2 separate regions of the Arabidopsis thaliana genome follow, and region 1 is linked to region 2. A link is a contact called in public capture Hi-C data. All regions are on one chromosome and are shown on one strand. The core of a region is the stretch at or near the end of the contact, and the rest is flanking DNA. Distances in the headings are between cores, read along the strand shown. Region 1 holds the start of CB5-E (cytochrome B5). Region 2 holds the start of GLT1 (NADH-dependent glutamate synthase 1).

What was found. Capture Hi-C pulls out chosen DNA fragments and counts their contacts.
Region 1: a capture Hi-C map of seedling shows a contact between it and region 2, with 1.5 times the contacts expected there. The contact joins the promoter of CB5-E here to the promoter of GLT1 in region 2. A contact is called at or near these places in 5 of 26 Hi-C or Micro-C datasets (leaf, seedling, shoot and 1 more), 1 of 2 datasets of contacts at active chromatin or transcription factors (shoot) and 1 of 3 other capture datasets (seedling).

The regions. Positions count from the first base shown.
Region 1 is chr5:21,757,562-21,764,290 of TAIR10.1, reverse strand. It overlaps CB5-E (cytochrome B5), which reads right to left and starts at 4,962. Exons shown (of 4, transcript NM_124736.4): 1 at 4,827-4,962; 2 at 4,577-4,674; 3 at 4,277-4,343; 4 at 3,713-4,188. The coding sequence starts at 4,663. The coding sequence ends at 3,938. It overlaps YSL3 (YELLOW STRIPE like 3), which reads right to left. Exons shown (of 9, transcript NM_001345061.1): 8 at 6,531-6,648; 9 at 5,358-6,452. The coding sequence ends at 5,515. It overlaps AT5G53570 (Ypt/Rab-GAP domain of gyp1p superfamily protein), which reads left to right and starts at 829. Exons shown (of 5, transcript NM_124737.3): 1 at 829-1,450; 2 at 1,694-1,826; 3 at 1,915-1,964; 4 at 2,053-2,106; 5 at 2,194-3,733. The coding sequence starts at 1,209. The coding sequence ends at 3,367.
Region 2 is chr5:21,696,099-21,702,452 of TAIR10.1, reverse strand. GLT1 (NADH-dependent glutamate synthase 1) reads right to left here and starts at 2,266. Exons shown (of 20, transcript NM_124725.5): 1 at 1,537-2,266; 2 at 1,334-1,453; 3 at 918-1,184; 4 at 736-836; 5 at 556-652; 6 at 7-116. The coding sequence starts at 1,935.

The DNA of each region.
Region 1 (6,729 bases), core at 3,713-6,212, 59 kb before region 2:
TTTTAACTTGATCCATTTGAATGTGTTTACTAACCCTTTTCCTTTTTTTTTTGTTTATTGAAAACATCTACATGTAAATCATATTAACTTGTGTTTCCATCTTATAAATTTCTCTTAACTTTTTATTTAGATAAATATTGAATTATTTAGTTGCCCACTTTTCTCCATATGATCAATAATTTCGAATTGAAAACTCATTAATATAGATGAAAAGTTGTCAAATGAATTAATTTTTGTTATTCTGTTATCTATAACATCAAATCATAAAAATCAATCCTAATTAAGATAAACCCTTTGACTATATTGTTAGTATTTGCTATGGAAATTTAATATATATCATTATCCTACCAAACAAAAACTATTCCAAAATAGAGTATTTTAGAAACACCTATATATATTCAATAACCATCGTTAATCCAATTCTTAACCTTACCATTGAGTAAACGTAGGTCCATTAGGTCAACATTCTTATGATTAGATTTGTTCTCTAGTAGACATAAAAATTTTACTAGAAAATCTACAAAACTAATCATGATTATGCTCCTTAAAAGCCGCGGTAAAGTGGGAACGTAATGAAAATCTTTTAGCTTTTGACATTTAAAGCTTTTAACCATAGTAAACACGTGTCATTTCCTCTTTGGTCATACCCGATATCGCGTAAAAATCCACCAACGAAGACTAAAACGAAACGACGCAGTTTCATAATTAAAATTCACCTACCAAATCGCGTGGAGAGTTAAAGCGCGTGTAGCATTAAAGTAAACGCGCGAGTCCACGCGCTTAATGTCTTAAAGTAAAAAAAAAAAGACAAGAGCTGAAAAAGAAAGAGCAAAGTGGTTAGAGAGGCTTCAGTTGTTGGATGCTTTTGCTTTTTTTCCTTCTTCTTCGTCTTCTTTCTTCGTCTCTCTTCTTTTTTTCAGTTTCGGCGTGCTGAAGAAGACGATAGAGTAATCAATCACAGTGAGAGAGATTTGAGGGTAAATCTGTCCTTTTCTTTTCTTAAACAACTCATGCTTGATTTCTGCTACGGCGGAGGAGGAGGAGGAAGAGGTTTACTTTTGCTTATCACCGGGAAATTTCCGGCGGTGATTCACCGTCGATGATAATGGGTTTTATTAAAAGTGTAGATCTTTGATGAAAGCAGGAGACTTTTTGATTTCGATTTTGATTTTGATTTGGGGTTTAGGTTTAAGTTTTTAGAGAATCAGATGAAGGCGTTACGGAGAAGCTATACTTCAACGTCTTCTGGGAATTCATCTTCTTCGTCTTCGTTACCTTCTTCGTCTTCTTCTTCGTTACCATCTTCTTCTTCTTCTTCACCTCCTTCTTCTAATTCTAATTCTTATTCGAATTCTAATTCTTCTTCGTCTTCGTCGTCGTGGATCCATCTACGGTCGGTTCTCTTTGTGGCTAATCTTTCGTCTCCGTCTTCAGTTACTTCTTCCGATCGGTGAGTAGCCTAAAGCTTTTAGATTTGGAATATTTTAGATGGCATCTAAAAGATTCTCTTTTTTGATCCAATAATAGAGTTCGGATTGAATGTTCACAACTTGGAAAGTATGATAAAGATTAACAAGTTTCTATGTTTGTTCGGATTGTTTATTTGTTTTGCTGTTAGATTGATTTTGGCAATCAATGTTGTTGATTTTGATATTGTAAAAGCTTCTAATGTTGACTCTTGACTTGTTTATAGCCGGCGGAAATCACCGTGGTCTCGCCGGAAAAGAAAATGGGCATTGACGCCACATCAATGGAGGAGTTTATTTACACCGGAGGGAAAACTCCGTGATGGTGGAGTTGGATTCCTGAAGAAAGTTAGAAGCAGAGTGAGTCTTTTGAACAAGGACCATATGTATGTCTTGTTTCTTACTTGTCTCTTTACTGGTTCTGATTTATGTTCTTATGGTTCTGTAGGGTGTTGATCCAAGTATTCGTGCAGAAGTGTGGCTGTTCTTACTCGGAGTGTGAGTGTTTGTTCTTGTTTTGACTTTATGGTCTTGGTTATTTTTATTCACTCTGTTGAGATTCTCAACTTGTTTTCTCTTATGGCAGTTATGATTTGAATAGTACTAGTGAAGAAAGAGAAGCAGTGAAAACTCAAAAAAGGTTAGTATTTAGTTTGATCTATATATAGTCAATGTTTGTATTTAGATGCTGATAGATAATTTCATTGTTGGGATCTTTGAATTGTAGGAAGGAGTATGAGAAACTACAGAGACGATGTCAGATGCTTCTCAAGTGCGGTAATGGAAGTACCGATAATCTTGAGGAGCTTCCATCTGATGAGGCAAACAGTCAATGTGTTCGGTTCGTGGATGATTATAAGATTACAGGACCAATGACAAGTCAAGATGTTGTTTCTGCTTTGAACACTGATTCTTCTGATACAGACTCTTGTGAAGATAATGAAGATGTTTTACTACTCTCATCTTTTGCACACAGCGATGAAAAAAAGCCGGAGGAGGATAATAGTAATAACAATTCTGAAGAGAATAGTTCTCTTCTTGTAGCTGCTGCTTCTGAGGTCCAAGTAGAAGTTGCGGTACACGAAGATTTCTCTACGTGGCAACGTATCATCCGGCTTGATGCTTTACGAGCGGATTCTGAATGGGCAAATTATTCTCCATATTCAACAGCAATCACAGAAAGCAAAGCTCGCAGGTTAGCCGAATCTGTCGGGTTAAAAGACTATGATCACTTAGAAAGCTGCAGGCTATACCACGCAGCACGGTTAGTTGCAATTCTTGAAGCTTATGCTATGTATGATCCTGAGATAGGCTACTGTCAAGGAATGAGTGATCTGTTATCTCCAATCCTCGCTGTGATCTCAGAGGATCACGAGGCTTTCTGGTGCTTTGTTGGTTTCATGAAGAAAGCTCGGCACAATTTCAGGCTTGACGAAGCAGGGATTCAAAGACAGCTAAGCATTGTATCAAAGATCATAAAAAATAAAGACTCTCAGCTTTATAAACACTTGGAGAATCTTCAAGCAGAAGATTGTAGTTTCGTTTACAGGATGGTGCTTGTTATGTTTAGGAGGGAGTTGAGTTTTGAACAGACGCTGTGTCTCTGGGAAGTGATGTGGGCTGATCAAGCTGCCATTAGAGCTGGAGTTGGGAAGTCGCCATGGAGCAGAATCCGGCAACAAGCACCGCCAACGGATGATTTGTTGCTCTATGCAATCGCGGCGTTAGTACTACGTAGGAAACTGATCATACAGAAATACAGTAGTATGGATGAGATTGTGGAAGAGTGTAATAGCATGGCTGGTCAGCTTAATGTCTGGAAGCTTCTTGATGATGCCCATCATCTTGTCGTGACGCTTCACGACAAGATTGAAACTCTTTCTCAATCACAGAGTATTTGATGAAGAAGTCGATCAAAGCCAGAAATGAAGTGTTTCCACTACACAAAAGCCCTTGCACTCGTCTGGCTGCGTTTTCTCAAGGTTTAAAGTTTGTTGCGGTTTGGTTCTTACCGTTTTCACTCCTCTCTTTCTTTCTTCTTTCTTTTTGTTTACTCATCACACAGAGAAAACACAATACTACTATCCTTATCGCTTTTATTGTAGTACTAATGAAAAAGACAAGGCAATATTCTTGTTAAAATGTAACGGATGAGTCTGAAACTGTCATTTCCACAATTGTATGAAACATATTTGTTCAATTGTAGAAATCCAGTTTCTCACTTCTTTATCAAGCAGCTTAAGTTTGGGCAAATCAAGCAGTCTTTTATTATATCATCAAAGTCGAAAACACTGTCATCATAAACTCAACACAGTAAAACTAGTAGCAACACAATGATTTTTGGTTCGTAATTTCAACAAGAATCAGTCTAAGACCAAACAACAGTAACAGTACTTTTTTTCGCAAGAGAGATAGACAGAGATCGGTAGAGATATTCAATGACAAGCATCAAAGCAAGCCTTTGGCTTCTTCTAGTCTTTCTTGGTATAGTGACGGACGACAAGAGCCAATCCCAAGATCAAGATCGGAACAAGGAACTGAAGAATCTTGATAATGAATTCTGGTGTCTTGTCTTGGTTGTAGGCTGGTTGCTGTGGTGCAACGTATGTCCTAGTTGCTGGAACACTAGACGAATCAATCTCACCAATGAAATATTTGTCCATCATGTCCCTTGCAGTGTCGCTGTGACCAACGTCTTCAAAATCATTTGTAGCATCTTTCCCTGCAAACAAAACACCACATCAGAACAGAAACAGTCACCGAGCCGCTTCAAATCCGCCTTGAATCAGAGAGAAACACAAGTTTTATACCTGTTGAGGACAACAAGACTTCATCGCCTCCAGGATGATCATCCATGAATGGAGTCACATCATACACCTAAAGAACGCAACAATCACAGATCATAACCAAGTAGTAGACACAAACTCTGTTTCTCTAGTGTGAATTAACATAGAATCAACTAAATCTACGAGGGGCTCGATTAAAGCTTCTAACAGTAACAATCCAACTCTACAACTTTAAAATCGAAGCTTTGACACAAATCAATGGCGGAAGAGAACTAAGTTCGTCAAAAAACAGAGATGTTCTCAAACAAAGAGACAAGATCTAACCTTGCCGGAAATAATAAGCCAACAATCCTTAGTTTTGTTGTGCTTTGAAACTTCTTCAAAACTTAGAACCTTCCGATCTGAAGACATCTTCACTCAAACTGCAAAACAAGAACACATCAAAGCTACTAATCAAAATTTCTGATAATACAGAGTACTAGATACAGATTCAAATCGAAATCATCAGAACGATGATGAATGAACGAATATACTAATTCCCTTATCGATTTTTGGAAAAAGATGGGATCTTTACCCTTTCAGATTCAGAATTTTCGATAGCTCCGAAGCTCAGAAATCAGCAGAAGACGGAAGAAATAGAGGTTCCTCACCTACTTAATTGTGTTCAATATAAACAAAATACGAAACTACCCTCGATATTTTGCTTAGGGTTTGGATGAGCAGGGGTAGTTTTGGTCAAGTTGGGCTTTGACTTTAAACAAATCAAATTGGGCTTTGTGCAAATCAAATTAAAATTTGGTTTCCATTTTTGACGAGATTTTATTTTGGTCCACGTTTGGTACTTTGAAAAATACAAATATGACGTGTGCTGAATTGACAAAAAAAAAAACAGACACATAAAGTGTGATCTAACAACGTTTAGCAGATTTCAAAGAAAGAAATAAATCTTAAAATAGAAGAATCTTGCCTTTTGTCAGTAAAAACATATACCAATTTAACCGTATTTTTATCACTATTTTGGCAAATATCTTCTGGAATTTAATTCCATTTGACCTTATTCTAAAATATTGAGTTTCTTTTTGGGGAGAAGTTACTTGGGACATGGATTTTTAAATAGAATTGAGAGACTAGTTTATTACTTTATTGTGTATACAAACTTACAAAGTACAATTCCTATATAAACTGTTTTTTTTGTTTCCACAATTCTTTAGCTAATTTTTTTGTCGCTACACAAAAAAGTAAAAACTCGTAAAAAGCTATCTTTAACTCGAATATTTACTCGGCATGAAGCCCATACATATAGGAGGTCTAACGCCGGCCAAAGCAAGAACCGACGACGGCAAAATCCATAGACCATCTCCACATATCAAACCGGAAGCAACCGCCGGTACCATTAAACCGGCTTTAACTCGATCTCTCATATTCCAAGCAAACACAATCAAACTTCCCACACACATATCAATAGCAAAGTACCCTCCAACAAGAAACGGAACCGCCATTGCCATCGGTAATGGAACCCAATTCCCTATCTTATCCGGTAACCTATCCCTAACGAGATTTGCCGCCACCGCGAATGCGAAAAACCCGTAACAAAGCTGTAAACAATGTTGAGGCAAAGCAGAGAAACCTTCAACTCCAAGAATTGCCATGTTTCTGTATACCAAAGCGTAAGGAGCTTTGTACTCTCCCTCCTGGTTCCCGACATCGAAAGCTTTATAAAACAAGAAGAAAGTTAGAGGCGCCACAACGCATCCGATCGCTGTACCGATCGCTTGACTCACAAGCATCGACCTAGGTGAAGTCAGAGTCAAATGTCCTGTCTTGAAATCGTGCATTAGGTCAGAAGAAATCGATACAATCGATTTTATCAACCCGCATCCGACAAGTCCCGCGACTACACCATTTTGTTTCCCTGCCATAGCGGCTAAGATAAACAGAGCGACTTTACCATAGTTATAAGCCATGTTCATATCTGTTAGCCCTGCTCCATAAGCGTTACTGAAACCTAACGATGGAGCTAACATGTAAGCTACGACTATGAAGTACCATTTCAGCTCGGGGAACATTATAGGGATCGCGATGATCGAGACAACAGAGAACGCTGCGTATCCTACTGCTGCAACCCATAATGGAATGCTGTCTCTTACAAAGATCTCATCTCTTTTAAGATCTGCAATAGATTGCTTATCTTTCTCCGAATCTGCGATTTACGTTTGAACATCAGATAATACATTATTGAAATGACGATTTTTCTATAGTTTTTTTGGTGTATACTTACTAGATTTCCCAGAGTTGCGATTGTTTAACTTGACGTACATGTTTATTCCTGTCTTAAAAAGTATCTTGATGAATTGGTAAAGCCCGTCTCCGAGGATCAATGAGATTGATATAAACACCTAAAGAGTTATGAACAAATTAAGAACGAAAGTACGCGAAAGAAAGGGCGGAGTTTATTGTAGAGTACTAGTGTTTTTTGT
Region 2 (6,354 bases), core at 1,017-3,516:
ACATACCAGTTCACGTTTCCCCTGAGTGTATTGATCTCCCCATTGTGGCCCAAAACACGCATCGGCTGAGCACGATCCCAGCTGGGAAATGTATTGGTAGAGAACCGAGAATGAACCTGAATCATTAAACATGTAACCGAGTATAGTCAATCATTAGTTATCAAACATTAAAATGTGTATGTATGCAACTGAAAACTTTACCACTTGGTCTTAGACACAACTTCAACAGCATATAGTTGGGGGCAAGTTCTAATGTTGCAGAATTGTTAACTACCTTAACCAACAAAATTTTAGTCTTAATCACCAGATTGTGATCATTTAGCCTAAGATAACTTATCATACATATCAAGGGCAACGAGTTTCTGGACTCACTTGACGTTACCAACTCACCAGCATCCAAATTAAAATTCTTATCAAGGTTTTGGAGGAACTTAAGAGGCCTCAGAAGTCATTCCTCAACTTCGCATCTCCTTGGTTACCCCGTTGGTTCACATGCTGTTGGTGGAGCATGGAGTCAGCATAAAAAAAGAGATAGTGAATAGAAAAAATATTTACCAGGGCCATGTAGCTCGTAAACCTTTCACTCCCAAGATCCGCATAGTAATAGTCCTTTAGTTGATCAGGCTTCAATTGTCCTTTGTAGACGATAGTCCTAAATCACGAAAAACAATTCGTTAGGTTAACTTTTCAGTACTTGAGACAAACATGTCATTCTTAATTGAAATAGCTAAATACCTAGAAGACAACGAACAGATGTAGAAGTCCTTCATCGCACCATGTTGAAGGTTCAACGCAGCTCGAATAGCAACCATAGAAACCCTTCTAAGGATATACATCTATCAAAAACAAAGGTAATCATTAACATCATCTCCCAGTGTTAATGATACATGAATAAATTTTCAATGCAAAACAATTACCTGTTGCTCAAAGTCAGCTTTAGATTTAGTTGTAGGAGTAAGGAAAACTTGCGCAATAATCGGTTCAGTCTGCAAAGCGGAGTTTCCCAGTCCAGAATTATCGGTAGGCACTAATCTCCATCCAAGAACCGAGTGGCCAAGTGATTCAGCAACCTTAGTGAAAACATTCTTGCTTTCTTCTCTCCTGCTTTCAACAGTTGGCAAGAAGAACATACCAACAGCATAATTTCCAGCAGAAGGAAGTACAAAGCCAAGCTCTGTCGCAGCCTAATAGACAAAAACATCAACAGTTTTAAAACTTAATTAACAACAACAGAACCAGAAACAATAAAATAACATTACATAAGTTCAGATCCTGTCAGAAATCTTATTGCATGGACAATAAATTAATCTGGAGATAACAGAACAAAACAAACCTCTGCATAGAAATCATGAGGCAGACCAACAAGAATCCCAGCGCCGTCACCAGTGTTGCTCTCACAACCACAAGCACCTCTATGAGTCATCCGTATCAACATCTCCAACGAATCAGTCACCTAAAATCATCAACAACATGTCATCGATCAATCAAATCATATATGTCAATGATCACATCACATGAGAAGATTCAAAACAGTACCGTTTTGCGGGTGGTCTCGCCGGACAACTCTGCTACAAAACCAACACCACAAGAGTCTTTATCATAGGAAGGATCATAAAGACCAAGAGGCTTCTCCGGAACAGCGGAAAATGACGATTTAACCACCGTTCGAAGCTTCGCAGACCGTCCAGGACCATCTGATCTCCAGAACTGAAGCGTCTCGGATCCGGATCTCCGCACACGAGTCCCTAGGAAAGGACTCTCAGGAATCACCGGTTTCTTCACAGAGCATCGCGCCGTACACGATCTTCTACGGCTAACACCAGACGTAACGGCCAATTGAGAAGCAACGGAGGTGGAATTTTTGAGAGATCGGAGTGATAACAGTTGTTGGTTGGTTCGGAGGTGAAGAACGGAGCTAGAAGAAGCTGCCGACATTTTTTAGGTTACGGAATCAGCAGTGAGTGATCAGTTTCGATTATCAGATTTGTTTTTTGTTTTTCCTATTTCAGAGAAGAAAGTGAGAGAGAAAAAAGGATCACGGATTTCTCTGATCTGGATAACGACCAGAATCAAACAAAATCCTAACAGAGAGATTCTTCGGAAACAGTCTCAGAAAAAGACTAAAAGCGCTGCGCGCGGCGGAGCGAAGCAGGCGGCGAAAAGGAGGCGGCGGAGGGTAGGTGGCGGCTAGGGAGAGTGTGAGAGTTTATACGTTTTTCTCAGGAGGCGAGACGTTTATATTTATAGAGGAGAGAGATGGAGTTTGGTCCAGCTTTATAAGAGAGAGAAAATTTTGTTTCGCTTTTTTAGATAAGAGAGATTTTTCCTTCTTTTAAATTTTTTTTTTTATTTTTTTTATTTTGAATCAGTAATTTTAAAAAAGAAATAATATGTAAACTAAGTATTAAAATAATTCTGTTATTAATTGGGTTGTTATTAAGTTTCGAATGGAGACGTGCGATTCAACTACAAATATTATTATAGAAATATTTTTATTTCTATTAAAATGTGGCGGCTAGAGAAAGTATATAAGAGTTTATACGATTTTTTTAAGAGACGAGACGTTTATATTTATAGAGGAGAGATATGGGGTTTGGGTCCAGATTTAGAAAGAAAAAATTTGTTTTGCTTTTTAGATAAGAGAGATTTTTCATTTTTTTAAAAAGAATCTTTCATTTTCATTATTTTATCTTTTATTTTATTTTAAGCCAACAATTTTTAAAAATGTTAATATGTAAACTAAGTATTAAAATAATTATGTTATTAGTTGGGTTGTTATTAGGCTCCCAATGGAGACATGCGATTCAACTGCGGATATTATTATATAGATATATTTGTTTCTATTAAAATTGTACCGTGCGGTTTCGTCATATTTGGAGTTTTTGTCAATAAAAATATGAAAGCAAAATTTTATTGGTTATCATATCTTCTCACATTATATAAAAAATTTATATATATATATATGTATAATTTAAGAAATTTAAGAAAATGAAAATATTTTGTCAGTTTTTAGAATCTTCATGTTCAAATATAAAATCTATTGTTACCATTAGACTCTATTATTACCTTTGAATTGATTAAACTACTAAGCTAAGTAAGTAGCAAACTTCCAATTTGTGATTAGAAAAATTCAAGTTAATAACGTGTAACTAATTCATCTTATTGGTTATAAGCAATAAATTTAGTTTACCCAATAATCTCAAAGCCTTAATATTTTAGTCAGATAATCTTCGTCCATCTCGAATATCTGTAAAAAAAATTAATATTAAAAAACCAACGGTTTCATAAAAAGAAAATTTTTAAATGCATTCAACTAAAATAATAATTAAAAATAAATAAAAATTATAAGTGGATAAATTTTAGATTTTTATATATGTGGGGTTTGGTAGTTGATTGTTACGTGTAATATGTGACACAAGAAAACTACTTAAAGTGTGTACCACCATAGATGAAAACAATCTTTGATGGCTACTTTAAATTTAATACAAAAAAAAAAAAAAAACCTCTACGAGCCTCCACAAATCCGCTGTTAAGACAGCTGTCAAAATTAATAGATGGGGTTAGTCTTAATATCTGATTAGTTTTGGGGGTTAAACTATAATTATATAAAGTAGTTAATTAGTCGGAGATTGGTTTACTAATTTGATACGTTTCATAGTCAAGCTTTGGTTATATGTGTTAAAAATTAGTAATGGAAATTGAATCATTGGACAGTGGACACGTAACGTGACGCCATTGATGATGAATCATTTGTTGAATTGAACTGCACCAAGTTTGTTTTCTAATTTCCATATGCGGCGGCCAACCGTAATTACTCATTAAAAAAAAACAAATAGTAATCTTACGACATTAGTTAAATACTTAAATATAATTTGGTTTGAACTTGGATTTAATAGGAGTGAGGAAAACAAAATGTTGACCCTTTCAAGAATTAACATATTTTTTGGTAAGAAATCTTTCAAATGTTTTTGTTTTTGACAACAACAAAATACCTTTGAATAGTTATTAATATTATATAATTTTAATGACTTCTTATCAGTGTCATTCTATGTCTAGGAGGACCAAAAACGAATAAATATGTAACAACACACAACACTGATAAACGAATCGAACTATGCATCCAAAAAGTTGACGACTATATATGTTTAGTGTTTCTCTATTAAATTATACCTCTTTCAAAAATATACGCATACAATTGAATAATGTATAAATATTTTGTTACATGCAACAGTGTATAGTTTATAGTAAAGGAATTATGAAATATATTTTTTACAAAAAAAAAATGAAGCAATATATCAATTCTGCCACCAACCACATGTAATTTAAATGTTAGGTAGGTAGAACAAATGGTGAAGCTAACACTATGTATAAAGTGACTAGTTAATATCCATAAGTAGTTGATGAATGTTTTTTTTATGTCATTTGTATCAAAAGTTATAAAATTGTTAAAGGGATTAGTTCGAAAAGAGATATGCAAGACATATATAAAGATGCTTCCCACACTATTAAAAAAACAAAATACACATTGTCGATCATACAAACATAACTAACATGGTTAACTAACTTGATGCGGTCGGAGCTAATAAAAATTAACACATTCTCCGACAAGCGGTTGACGATAAAGACCAAATAGGTTTAAGCAACTTAAGAGTTATGAAGAGAAGAGCAGGTGGCCTAACTACGAAACCAATATGTCGACTTCATCATAAATGTGACCATTCCTATGAATCTGTCCACCTCATCTATCGACACGACAAACTTTATTTATGACATCATTTTCAATTTACTCATCCCCATTCTCTTTTCCAATTTTTTTTATTTTTTTCCTCTTAAAAGTATAGAGATTCCATCAATATAAATGTCACGTTTAAGGACAAAATAAAATTAAAGGTGTTATGTTTAACATGGACAACATTAACGGAAAATAACATAAATTGGTAAAAAATAGCATTTTTTAAATTACTTGATCAATTTTTTATTTTTATTTTAGAATATGCACTAAATAACTATGGATTGTAAAATAACTAACAAAATAGCCATGGCGTCAGACCATACTCTCTTTCTTCACTTGCAATTACCTTTCTACCCATTTTCGTATTTTATATATATATATTACATGCTGTTTTTCAAAATCATATAAAACACTTAGAATCATCTCATCTTTCTTTTTTCCACCACCACAACCACCACATCTTCCACCATCACAACCACCCGATCTCTTTTTCGATAAATGTAGGCTCCCAAACGTTATTTATATTGATAGATCATCTCTCCTTCAATTTGCAGAAGATTTGTCATTTTTTATTCGATTTTGATTCTTTCTTGGAATTTCCGTCGTTATGTTTTTTTTTAAATTGTATGTTATTTTCTTTTATACCACGCTACTTTTTCGAATTACACGTGATAACTAGAAATCTCTCTCTCCCAACATGCTACTTTTTCATATAACACATTATTTATTAAAATCACATATAATTTCTTCTAAAAACATGATTTAAATGTTAAAACTTTCTTAAATCTATTATTTTATCTTCGTATAAGCTTGTTCCTGGTTCAACTTTTCAAATGAAACGATATTTGTTTATATAACATGTTATTTGTGTAAAATGTACGTTATAAAATGTCATCTTTTTTATAAATACCGTGCTATTTTAACATGTTTCATGCGATTTGCTAAAAACATTAAATATATCTACATAAGCTTGTTTTTTGTTCAACTTGCAAGGATAGTTTTATATTTTCTTATGCCGTCATATAGTTATATATCCATAGAAAAACTGACAATGGTTAGTTACTTGATTCTTTTCAATTCTATAGTTAGTTTCTAATATTACTCTTTTTTTTTTGATAAAGTACTTGGTCAACTTGATAAAGTATATTTGTATTTAAAAAAAAAACAGAATCTTATCAAATATATTGAATCATATGCATGCTATGACTTGTACAGTAAGGATATCTTTTTCGTCTCAGACTTTTTTTTTTGTATGATATAAGTTATTGCATATCAAACTATATAAAAGCATGGTTTTAACTTTTAACAAAACATTTTCTGTTTTTTTTTTTGGCACATACAAGTTTTAGCAAAACATAAAACGCAAAAATTCCTCGAATGTACAGGGACTATATATATATAACTATTAATCCGAGTATCCGACGTATAATTTCATGTAACCGGCTATTAGTAAATTTAATAATATCATAAACATTTCACCCAAAAAAACAAAAAAAAAACTTATAAACATCACTTTTTGAGAATTAAAATTATAAGGATGTAAAAAAAAAATGTCAAGAAAACAATAAAGATTTTATATTATTTGATCTAATCACCATAAGACTAGGCAAATCCTTTCTGTT